Linked DNA regions of Macaca mulatta: region 1 is linked to region 2. The links are chromatin contacts, called in public Hi-C maps. All regions are on one chromosome and are shown on one strand. The core of a region is the stretch at or near the end of the contact, and the rest is flanking DNA. Distances in the headings are between cores, read along the strand shown.

The links. Hi-C and Micro-C count contacts between places; a contact is called where the count stands out from the background.
Region 1: a contact with region 2 is called in a Hi-C map of CD4 T cells, with 6 times the contacts expected there. The contact joins the promoter of GLA here to the promoter of TIMM8A in region 2. A contact is called at or near these places in 2 of 14 Hi-C or Micro-C datasets (CD4 T cells and liver).

What each region holds. Positions count from the first base shown.
Region 1 is chrX:108,295,722-108,300,975 of T2T-MMU8v2.0, reverse strand. GLA (galactosidase alpha) reads left to right here and starts at 1,843. Exons shown (of 9, transcript XM_077989197.1): 1 at 1,843-2,139; 2 at 5,214-5,254. The coding sequence starts at 1,946. HNRNPH2 (heterogeneous nuclear ribonucleoprotein H2) reads right to left here and starts at 1,633. Exons shown (of 2, transcript NM_001193993.2): 1 at 1,526-1,633.
Region 2 is chrX:108,236,247-108,241,491 of T2T-MMU8v2.0, reverse strand. TIMM8A (translocase of inner mitochondrial membrane 8A) reads left to right here and starts at 2,391. Exons shown (of 2, transcript NM_001265859.1): 1 at 2,391-2,595; 2 at 4,459-4,942. The coding sequence starts at 2,464. The coding sequence ends at 4,620. It overlaps BTK (Bruton tyrosine kinase), which reads left to right. Exons shown (of 20, transcript XM_077989185.1): 20 at 1,172-1,674. The coding sequence ends at 1,243. TAF7L (TATA-box binding protein associated factor 7 like) reads left to right here and starts at 4,459. Exons shown (of 15, transcript XM_001092487.5): 1 at 4,459-4,845.

The DNA of each region.
Region 1 (5,254 bases), core at 594-3,093, 60 kb before region 2:
GCCTTGACCCAGAAAGATCTCCAAAATACACTAAATGAAAGAACATACATAGTATGATCCTACTTATAGTAAAAGATTAGCATGCATGTATATACGTATGTAAATAAATAAAAGAAGATCTGGAAGCAAACTTGTTTTTGAGAGAACTGAAGGGTAGGGGGAGTGAAGTGGGCTTTTCGCTTTTTACCCTATATACTTCTATACAGTTTTAATTCTTTAAATTTGCTGTACTGGGATTTTTTTTAAGTTAGAAAGAACATATTAGTGGTTACTCTGAGTGGTAGGTTAATGGATTTTCCATGTTATTTTTCCAATTTTTTTATGCAGTCTTAAATTTCTACAGAAATAATTACTTTTACTTCAGCAAAAAAGCAACATAAAACAAATTAAAATGTTTGCATTTCTGGGATTTGGTATAGGAAATTTTATAAAATTGTCCAATTTTGAATGTGGATGGTTATCTGATATGGTCTGTGAGCATTGGGCCTCTTGGAAACAAAGTACAAAGTGTAATAACGGCCATAAAACTACACTGAGGAAACGATTTAACATTTACTGATTGCATATTAAGTGCCTAGCAGACTGCATCTGCAGTGATAACAGTTTTCCTATTAACCATCCTAAGGTCTCAGTGACAGATTTACAGGCTGTTTTTTATTACATTTTGTACAATTTTTTTTTTTTTTTTTTTTTTTTTTTGGCTTGCCTTATCCCTGGGATAACCCGTCCCATTTAATTCCCTGCACCACTCTATCCCTTAAGAGCCCTTCTGTAGGGGCAGAGAGGTTCTACTTCATTACTGCGTCTCCTGGGAAGGCCATCAGGACTGCTGGCTCAAGTGGGAACCAGGACTCTTTGTGAGTTAAGAATTTGTGTATTTATATGCGTGTTACACACATTTTTTTAAAAACTGTAACGAGATAAGGTTGAGTAGTCGTCTCTGGGTGGTGAATTACGTGTATTTTTAAATTTTATACTACATTGTTATTTTTCAAATGTTCGAAATTGAGTATGTAGATTGTTGTTATCAGCAGAAAAATAAACATTATTCGAATACTCAATTCAGTAAAGTAATTTATTGGGCGCCTTTGTCAAGCACGCATTTGCCTAGATGTGACTCTACAGATAAAATTCACTTGGGGCCTCCCCCTACAGACAATCAGGCAGTGGAGACTGAGTGCCTGAAGAGATAGACCAGCACTCAGACCACTATTTTCAGTATCTGTTTTTCTTAACTCAGGGCTGTGGTTTTCAAACCTTTTTCGCCTTACGGTCACCCTTAGGGGTCCCCCGAGACCGGCCCAGACAGACAGATATACAAAAACACATACACAGTCATGAGCGTCCACCATTTCCCCACCAGGCGCAGCACAGGCGGCTTCCCGGCACTGAGATGGGGGGGAGGAGGGAAGAGAGCGCGAGGGGGGAGGGGAAAGCAGAGAACGAAAGAGGCGGAGGCGGCCCCCGAACCCCGCTTTGGTCTTCATCATCACCACCCCTGGGTCCCCAGTTCCCACCCACACACCAACCTCTAACGATACCGGGTAATTTTCCTCCTTCTTCCCTCAAACGGCTATAGCGAGACGGTAGACGACGACCAGAACTACTTCTGCTCACGTAAGCGAGTAATCACGTGAGCGCCTACGTCATGTGAGATCTCGGTCACGTGAGCAACTCTCGGCTTAAACTCGGGATCACTAAGGTGCCGCACTTCCTTCTGGTATGGAAATAGGGCGGGTCAATATCAAGAAAGAAAGAGGGTGATTGGTTAGCGGAACGTCTTACGTGACTGATTATTGGTCTACCTCTGGGGATAACCGTCCCAGTTGCCGGAGAAACAGTAACGTCATTATTTAATAAGTAATTGGTGATTGGTCCTCCCCTGAGGTTAAACTTAAAAGCCTAGGTTACCCGCGGAAATCTATGCTGTCTGATCACTGTGACAATGCAGCTGAGGAACCCAGAAATGCATCTGGGCTGCGCGCTTGCGCTTCTCTTCCTGGCCCTCGTTTCCTGGGACATCCCTGGGGCCAGAGCACTGGACAATGGATTGGCCAGGACGCCTACCATGGGCTGGCTGCACTGGGAGCGCTTCATGTGCAACCTTGACTGCCAGGAAGAGCCAGATTCCTGCATCAGGTATCAGATATTGGGTACTCCCTTCCCTTTGCTTTTCCATGTGTTTGGGTGTGTTTGGGGAACTGGAGGGTCTCAACAGGAACAGTTGAGCCCGAGGGAGCGCTCCCCGACCCGACTCTGCGCTGCTTTTTTATCCCCAGCAAACTGTCTCGAATCGGGACTAGCCCTAAACTTTCTCTGTGTGATGGGATGGGGGTCCGGCCAGCAGCCCCTGTTTGTTTCTCTCTCTCTCTCTCTCTCTCTCTCTCTCTCTCTCTCTCCTCCCCCCCCCCCCCCCCGCCTTCTCTTTCTCTTTCTCTTCCTCTTCTCTCCTCTCTCTATCTCTCTCTCCCTGCCCGGTTCTCCTTTTTCACTGCTCCTTGCAGAGCAGGGCCACCCCATAGGCAGTGTGCCCAAAGTAGCCCTGCCCGGTTCTATTCAGACCCTTCTTGTGAACGTTTGTTCTTCCTCTGCCGGATGCTAACCGTGAGAACATCTAGGATGGGTAGGAGGGATCGGGGACTAAGATTCGTGCCATTTTTTCTCCTTTTGGGGTCGTGGATTTCTCGGCAGTATCTCGAGAGAGTTAGAGAGACCCTAAGGTCGCTGAGATCTCTCCCACCTCGCCTATGAGCGTGGCATCAGGCTGGAAGGTTGACATGGAGGAACTTTATACATTTACACGTTTGGGTGAGGGTTGAGGCTGAATTAGATAGGTATTGAACGTGTCTGACCCTCACAATCCTTATCTGTAAATTGGGATTACAACCTTTTAATTTCAGGGAGCTGACAAAAAAGATCTGAAAAATAGTTCTTATCTCACACAGGTGAACTTTCAAGGAGATAACCTATTTAAAGTACATAGCACAGCGCTTGACCATTCAATTGCGCGTACAGAGCAAATGTTCCCTAACCTGGAATCGATGGGAAAATGAATGTAAACCTACAAATCTGAATGAATATGTGTATTTTTCTGGAGAGAGGATATTTACTTTCTTCAGATTCTCAAAGGGCTCTGTGACTTTAAAAAGGTTAGGAATCACTGATAGATATTGGTAAAAAGGTGGCAGTCACAGTACATTTCTGTGTTCATAAGTTATTCCTATGAATATCTTTACAGATAAAGTCAGGATGTTGGTCAGACCTCACAGAAGAAATTGGCCTTCTAAGTTTCATGTGACCCTGTGGTACAGTATGTGTGGCAATTTTGCCCGTCACGGGTTTTTTTTTTAGTGGTATTTGCATCTGATTAGAAAACTAATGCATGATCATTGCAAAAAATGTAGATAAAGAAGAGCAAAATGAAAATAAAGATTTCCCCCCACCATTCCACCACCCGGAAATAATCATGATTAAAATGTTAATATACAACCTTGCAATTGTTTTCTATATAAATGAAAACATAGATTTCTTTTTTTCATTATATTCCATAAAAAAATGGATCATGTTTATGTCATGTTTGGCTAATGACAAGACCCTGGCACCCAGCCTGGGCTCAAATTCTGCCTCATTGTTACTTAACCCTGTGACATTGGGTAAATTACACTTTTTTTTTTTTTTTTGAGATGGAGTCTCGCTCACACCATTCTCCTGCCTCAGCCTCCCGAGTAGCTGGGACTACAGGCGCCCGCCACCACACCTGGCTCATTTTTTTTTTTTTTTTTTTTTTTTTTTTTTGTATTTTTTAGTACAGATGTGGTTTCACCATGTTAGCCAGGATGGTCTCCATCTCCTGACCTCGTGATCCGCCCACCTCAGCCTCCCAAAGTGCTAGTGCTGGGATTATAGGCGTGAGCCACTGCACCCGGCCTTAGTTTTTTTTGTTTGTTTGTTTGTTGTTTTTTGTTTTTTTTTTTTTGAGAGGGAGTTTCACTCTGTCACCCAGGTTGGAGTGCAGTGGCGTGATCTCTGTTCAGTGCAAACTCCACCTCCCGGATTTAAGCAATTCTCCTGTCTTAGCCTCCCGAGTGGCTAGGATTACAGGCACGCCACCACAACCAGCTAATTTTTGTATTTTTAGTAGAGAGGTAGTTTCACCATGTTGCCCAAGCTGGTCTCGAACTCCTGGCCTCAAGTGATGTGCCCATCTCGGCCTCCCAAAGTACTGTTATTATAGGCGTAAGCCACTGTGCCCAGCCTTCCTTTATCTTTTAATTAATGTGCATGTATGTAATCTTTTAGGTGAACTTTTTGTGATGTTGTGCCAAGTTCCTTAAAAAGCCCTTTCGGAAGCTGGGCAGGTGGCCCACACCTATAATCCCAGCATTTTGGGGGTCCGAGGCAGGTGGATCACTTGAGGCCAGGAGTTCAAGACTAGCCTAGCCAAAATGGCAAAACCCTGTCTCTACTAAAAATACAAAAATTAGCCAGGTGTGGTGTCTCATGCCTGTAATCTCAGCTACTGGGGAGGCTGAGGCAGAAGAATCGCTGGAACCTGGGAGGCAGAAGTTGCAGTGAGCCAAGATGGCGCCACTGCACTCCAGCCTGGGCGATAGAGGGAGACTCCATCTCAAAAAAAAAAGATAAAAAAGAAACCTAAGTACTTTTGGGCTTTGTTATGGATTTTGTTAAATATGTAAAGGATTGCAGGGAGAATTAACTTATTTTTAATATTGAGTATGCTTATCCAAGAGCAAAATAATATTTGTCTATTTATTCAAATCATTTAGAAGCATCATAGTTTTAACATATGGGCCTTGCACATATCTTAAATTTATCTGTAGGCATTTTAGGTTGTTCAGTTGTTCTTGTGAATGGGATCTTTTTCTCCAAATAGGATTATTGTTGATATCTGTTGATTATGTTAACTTTGTAGTTTCTTACTTTACTGAACTGTCTTCTTAGATCTAATAATCTTTTCAATTTCATCATATATTTCTCATTCCTATTTTATTTGGGGTTTTTAGGGCAGAAGTATTAAGGGGATAAGAGAGACAAAAGAAAATCTGGAAAAACAATTCATTTTACCTTACATTGCTTGTGATTACTACCACAGTATTACTGGATTGGAAAAAATTGTGAAATTCCAAGGTGCCTAATAGGTACCTAAGTGTTCACTTAATGAATTGTAATGATTATTGGAATTTCTCTTTCAGTGAGAAGCTCTTCATGGAGATGGCAGAGCTCATGGTCTCAG
Region 2 (5,245 bases), core at 1,142-3,641:
AAAAAGAACCTAGTCTTAGGCTGGGCGCGGTGGCTCACGCCTGTAATCCCAACACTTTGGGAGGCTGAGGCAGGCGAATCACCTGAGGTCAGGAGTTCAAGACCAGCCTGGCCAACATGGTGAAACCCCGTCTCTACTAAAAACACAAAACTTAGCCAGGCATGGTGGCGTGCGCCTGTAATCTCAGCTACCTGGGAGGCTGAGGCAGGAGAATCGCTTGAACCCGGGAGGTGGCAATGAGCTGAGCTCGCACCACTGCACTGCAGCCTGGACAACAGGGTGAGACTCTATCAAAAAAAAAAAAAAAAAAAAAAAGACCCTTAGTCTTTGTGTTACCAGAGAGTGATAACAAAAACAAAACAAAACAAAAAACCCTTAGTCGTTTTGTTACCAGACAGTGGTAACACAAGGTCTCAGGTACTCAGAATCCCTGCTCAGTGATACGGCCTGTGGTTTTGAATTTTTTTTTTTTTTTTTTTGAGACAGGGTCTTGTTCTATCGCCCAGGCTGGAGTTCAGAGGCCTGATCTCAGCTCACTGCAACCTCCGTCTCCCAGGTTCAAGTGATTCTCATGCCTTAGCCTCCCAAGTAGCTGGGATTACAGGCGTGCACCACCATGCCTGGCTAATTTTTGTATTTTTAGTAGAGACGGGGTTTCATCATGTTGGTCAGGCTGGTCTTGAACTCCTGACCTCGTGATCCACCCACCTCTGCCTCCCAAAGTGCTGGGATTACAGGCGTGAGCCCCCGCGCCCGGCCTGGTTTTGAAATATTAATCACTAAAAATTAAAAATTATCACATGAGATTTCTGTTCTGCCAACCACTTGAACTTTTTTGGTAGCCATTTTTCACTTGAGGATCCAAAATAAGAATGTGTTGTGTACAGTTACATAATGAACTTGCCCTCAATTTTGATCAATGTGATTGTCAGTTTAATTTGCAAATTGTTCTTATCACACTAATAACCTGAGTTACTAAAGATGAAAAGTGCACAAATACTTTATGGACAGCTGCTATTTCTTTTCTTTTTTTTTTTTTTCCTTTTGTGATCGACAGGGCATGCTACTGGGCATACAGCATGTATTTAATAAACATTTGCTGCTTACTCATTGCATTTCCCTTGAATTCTGGATTCTAGCCACTCTCACTTTACTTTTTCTTTGGTTTTAGAAAGCAGATGAACGTCCCACTTTCAAAATTCTTCTGAGCAATATTCTAGATGTCATGGATGAAGAATCCTGAGCTCGCCAATAAGCTTCTTGGTTCTACTTCTCTTCTCCACAAGCCCCAATTTAACTTTCTCAGAGGAAATCCCAAGCTTAGGAGCCCTGGAGCCTTTGTGCTCCCACTGAATGCAAAAAGGCCCCTCTCTACATCTGGGAATGCCCCTCTTCTTTGATTCCCTGGGACAGTGGCTTCTGAGCAAAGGCCAAGAAATTATTGTGCCTGAAATTTCCCGAGAGAATTAAGACAGACTGAATTTGCGATGAAAACATTTTTTAGGAGGGAAGATGTAAATAGTCGCAAAGGGGTCCAACAGCTCTTTGAGTAGGCATTTGGTAGAGCTTGGGGGTATGGGGGTGGGTGGGCAGAATTTGGCAAGAATGAAATGGTGTCATAAAGATGGGAGGGGAGGGTGTTTTGATAAAATAAAATTACTAGAAAGCTTGAAAGTCTTTGGTATCTCTATTAATCATGCAGCCTCCCTGAAGCACCCTATCTCAGTATTCCAGAAAGCTGCTGTGTGGCATTAGTTTGGCATATTCCTACACTGAGAACTCGACAGGATCCTCCGGGTTTAAGCCCTCTTGTTAACTCCTGCCTCTGAATCAGAGATGCATTATGCCAAAACAATGCCTGTTACAGCAGGCATGCAATGTTATTTGAATGAATCTGAAAGTTGGGCACAAACTGCCAGAGTCTCATTTCCCTACGTCGGGAGAGGAAAACTTCATCAAAAAACGAAAGCCAGTGGCCCAGGATAGCCAAATAACCGACCCAGCTGTTCGGTCAGCGCACAACTCTGTTAGCTCAGAAAACGCGGGCCAATTTGGAAATGGACAGGGGCGGAGCTGTTGGGCCAGCACGGAATGGACCACGTGGTCTGAAGTAAATTCCTTTTCTCCTTTGTTTTCTTTTTGGAATAACATCTCAACGGCACCTCGGCTCTGGGTTTATTAAGCCCTGCGATCTCAAGGCGCAAGGCTGGGCGCAACCAGAGGGTTGCGGGGTTACGGGATTGCGGGCTCCAGGAGTGGGACCCGCCGACTCCGGGAACTAAGCACCCGCGCCAAGGCTTGTGAGGCGGCGGGGTGGAGTTGGGCGCCTGCCTTGCGCCGACGCAGTGCACTCACGGGGGCGGTCCCAGAGGCGGCGAGCTGTGGTTCCGGTTCCGTCGCGGAGACACGTGAAGGTCGGCGAGTTGGTAAGGAGTTCGTCTCTGCAAGCCTGGTCGCCCTGGGATGGATTCCTCCTCTTCTTCCTCCGCGGCGGGTTTGGGTGCAGTGGACCCGCAGTTGCAGCATTTCATCGAGGTAGAAACTCAAAAGCAGCGCTTCCAGCAGCTGGTGCACCAGATGACTGAACTTTGTTGGGTGAGGAGCCTGGGGCTGGGACCTGAACAGTGTACCTACTTTCCCTCTGTCCTTGTACCGCGGGACTCGCGACAACGTCGGGGATTCGGGGAGGGGGTGGGCACCTGGCAGCACCCCTTGATTTTCTCAGGTTCCTGTGGCCTAGGCGGATGGGAGAAGGGTGACTCCGGTTCTCTGGGGACTGTCATTCCGGACCTCGGCTTTGTTGGTGCAGAGGACTGGGTATCAAAGAAGACTTATGCCACTGGACACCCAGCACTTTCAGGCACCCGAGGTTGAAGCTGCCTAGTGCTGGTCACCAAGACTGATTGGAGTCCCCAGTACTGGGATTTTATTTTTGGCAGCCCGAATCCCAGAGAGTCAGTGAATCAGTGAATCTGCTATTCCTGGACTTCTCGGGATTTACCTTCATTACCTAGTTCTAACCCTCTCCGCTGAGAAATGAGTGGCTCCAGCCCACTAACTATAAAAGTGGTGTAATCTTTTCCAACGTACATACTTATTTGCTTTCTTGTTGGATTGTTGTGTAATACCAAGCCGTTTCGGGTCTGAAGGTTAAGGAATTGAGCCTGCCCTGTGAGGGGACTTTGGCAAAAGGGTGGAAGGCATTTGCAGCTTGACAACGTGTTCTGCTTGCCAAGGACAGCTCTCCCTTAATGTACACAATTCACCGAATTCAGAGGCCAAGGATAATTTTCCTTGGAATTAGAGAGTCTGAGGCTTGTGTACATGGCAGAGAATAATGAACGAAATTTTTGAACCACTTAACTTGAACTATATACAGTCATTGGTTTCCACAGGCCCTTTCCCATAAACTTATGGTATTGCCGGATTATGACACCTACCAGATGCTTACTTAACTCTGGTCTGCCTTGGACCAGAGTACTTTTGATTCTTTTTAAAAAATATCTGTGATTGGTTACTTTGGGGACAGGAGGGCGTGTGGTTAAGTACTATTGCAAGAATCTGTAAGGTGCCAGGCGTGGTGGCTCATGCCAGCACTTTGGGAGGTGGGTGGATCATTCGAAGTCAGGAGTTCGAGACCAGTCTGGGCAACATGGCAAAGCCCTGTCTCTACTAAAAATAGAAAAAATTAGTTGGGCGGGGTGGCACCCGCCTGTAATCCTAGCTACTCAGGAAGCTGAGGCACGAGAATGGCTTGAACCTGGCGGAGGTTACAGTGAGATCATGCCACTGCACTCCAGCCTGGGTGACAGAGCCAGACTCTGTTTCAAAAAAGAAAAAAAAAAAAAAAAGAAAGAAAGGAAAAAAACCTGTAAGCTATGAACCCTTTAGGAAAATTCATACAATTTTCCATTCATCGTAACAGGATTCAAGAATCTCTAGCTTAAGTAGACAAGGTTATAGAATCTCAAGTCATAGATTTTTTTCTTCTTTGGTAAGTTTTAGGGTATCTTGCTGTAATGATTTATCCTTTCACCCTTTTATTCTGTAGTTAACTTAAAGGCATTTAGTGCAAACAGCATTGTGGAGTTACAACCAAATTCATCGAAAGGTTACTTCACTTGTATTTTGCCATTTTCTTGCTCTGGAATATCCCAGCTCTGCCATTTTCTGGCCCTGTGACTTTGGGCAAAGTATCTCTGTGCCGCAGTTTCCCTCTTTGTAAAACAAGGATTTATAATAGTATCTATTCCATAGGATTGTTGTAAGAATTTAATGTAAGGCTAGAGAACATTGCTATATACTTGGTCAGCTGCCAAATGTGAACTATTATTAACATATCAAATACTATTTTTAGGTAGTTTTTTTTCTCTAAGCAACAAGAAAGGGACCCCTGCCCCCAACCGTCTTTTTTTTTTCCCAAGTTCCCTTTGTGATTCTGTATCTTGTCCTGAGCAGGAGAAGTGCATGGACAAGCCTGGGCCAAAGTTGGACAGTCGGGCTGAGGCCTGTTTTGTGAACTGCGTTGAGCGCTTCATTGATACAAGCCAGTTCATCTTGAATCGACTGGAACAGACCCAGAAATCCAAGCCAGTTTTCTCAGAAAGCCTTTCTGACTGATCTCAGCATTACCTCTTTGGAAAAGGAAGGTAGTTCAAGAAATGAAGAGCTGTTGATGGGATGATTGAAGAAACGGCTATGAGAGGATTGGCTCCCATCTTTTGTTACTCTTGGGACATCCTGTCATCTGAGAATGAACAAAGACCAATTTTTTTGTGTGTGAAGCTTGAGGGTCATATGTTTGCTTGTATTTTTTAATGCTAATCTTGTGAAAATAATTGACAGGTGAATGGAAAACTCTATTTAGATGCATATTACTGTACATGGGACTATGCTTTTCTCAAAGCCCCATTAACTGCTTCCTATAATTTTGATAGTGGGACCACATACGTAAAAATCTCTCATTTGTGTGGAGTCATTTCTGATTTCAGGGAAGATCCTTGTGTTTATCAGAAAGGGCAGAAGTGGGGGAAGGATAATTTGGTGTCCTTATCTAGTGTTTGATTATCAGTGTTGGAGAAAAAGATCTGTAAGAGTGTTTATACAGTACACTTCAGTTTTCTTGATGATCTCCCTTTCCTATATGATGATTTGCTTAAATATCCATAGTAAGTATAGTCTCAAGGTAGGATAGGTAGCCTAAGAGTCTAGAGGCCTTTACTTATAAAGGAATCTAGCCAGTGAA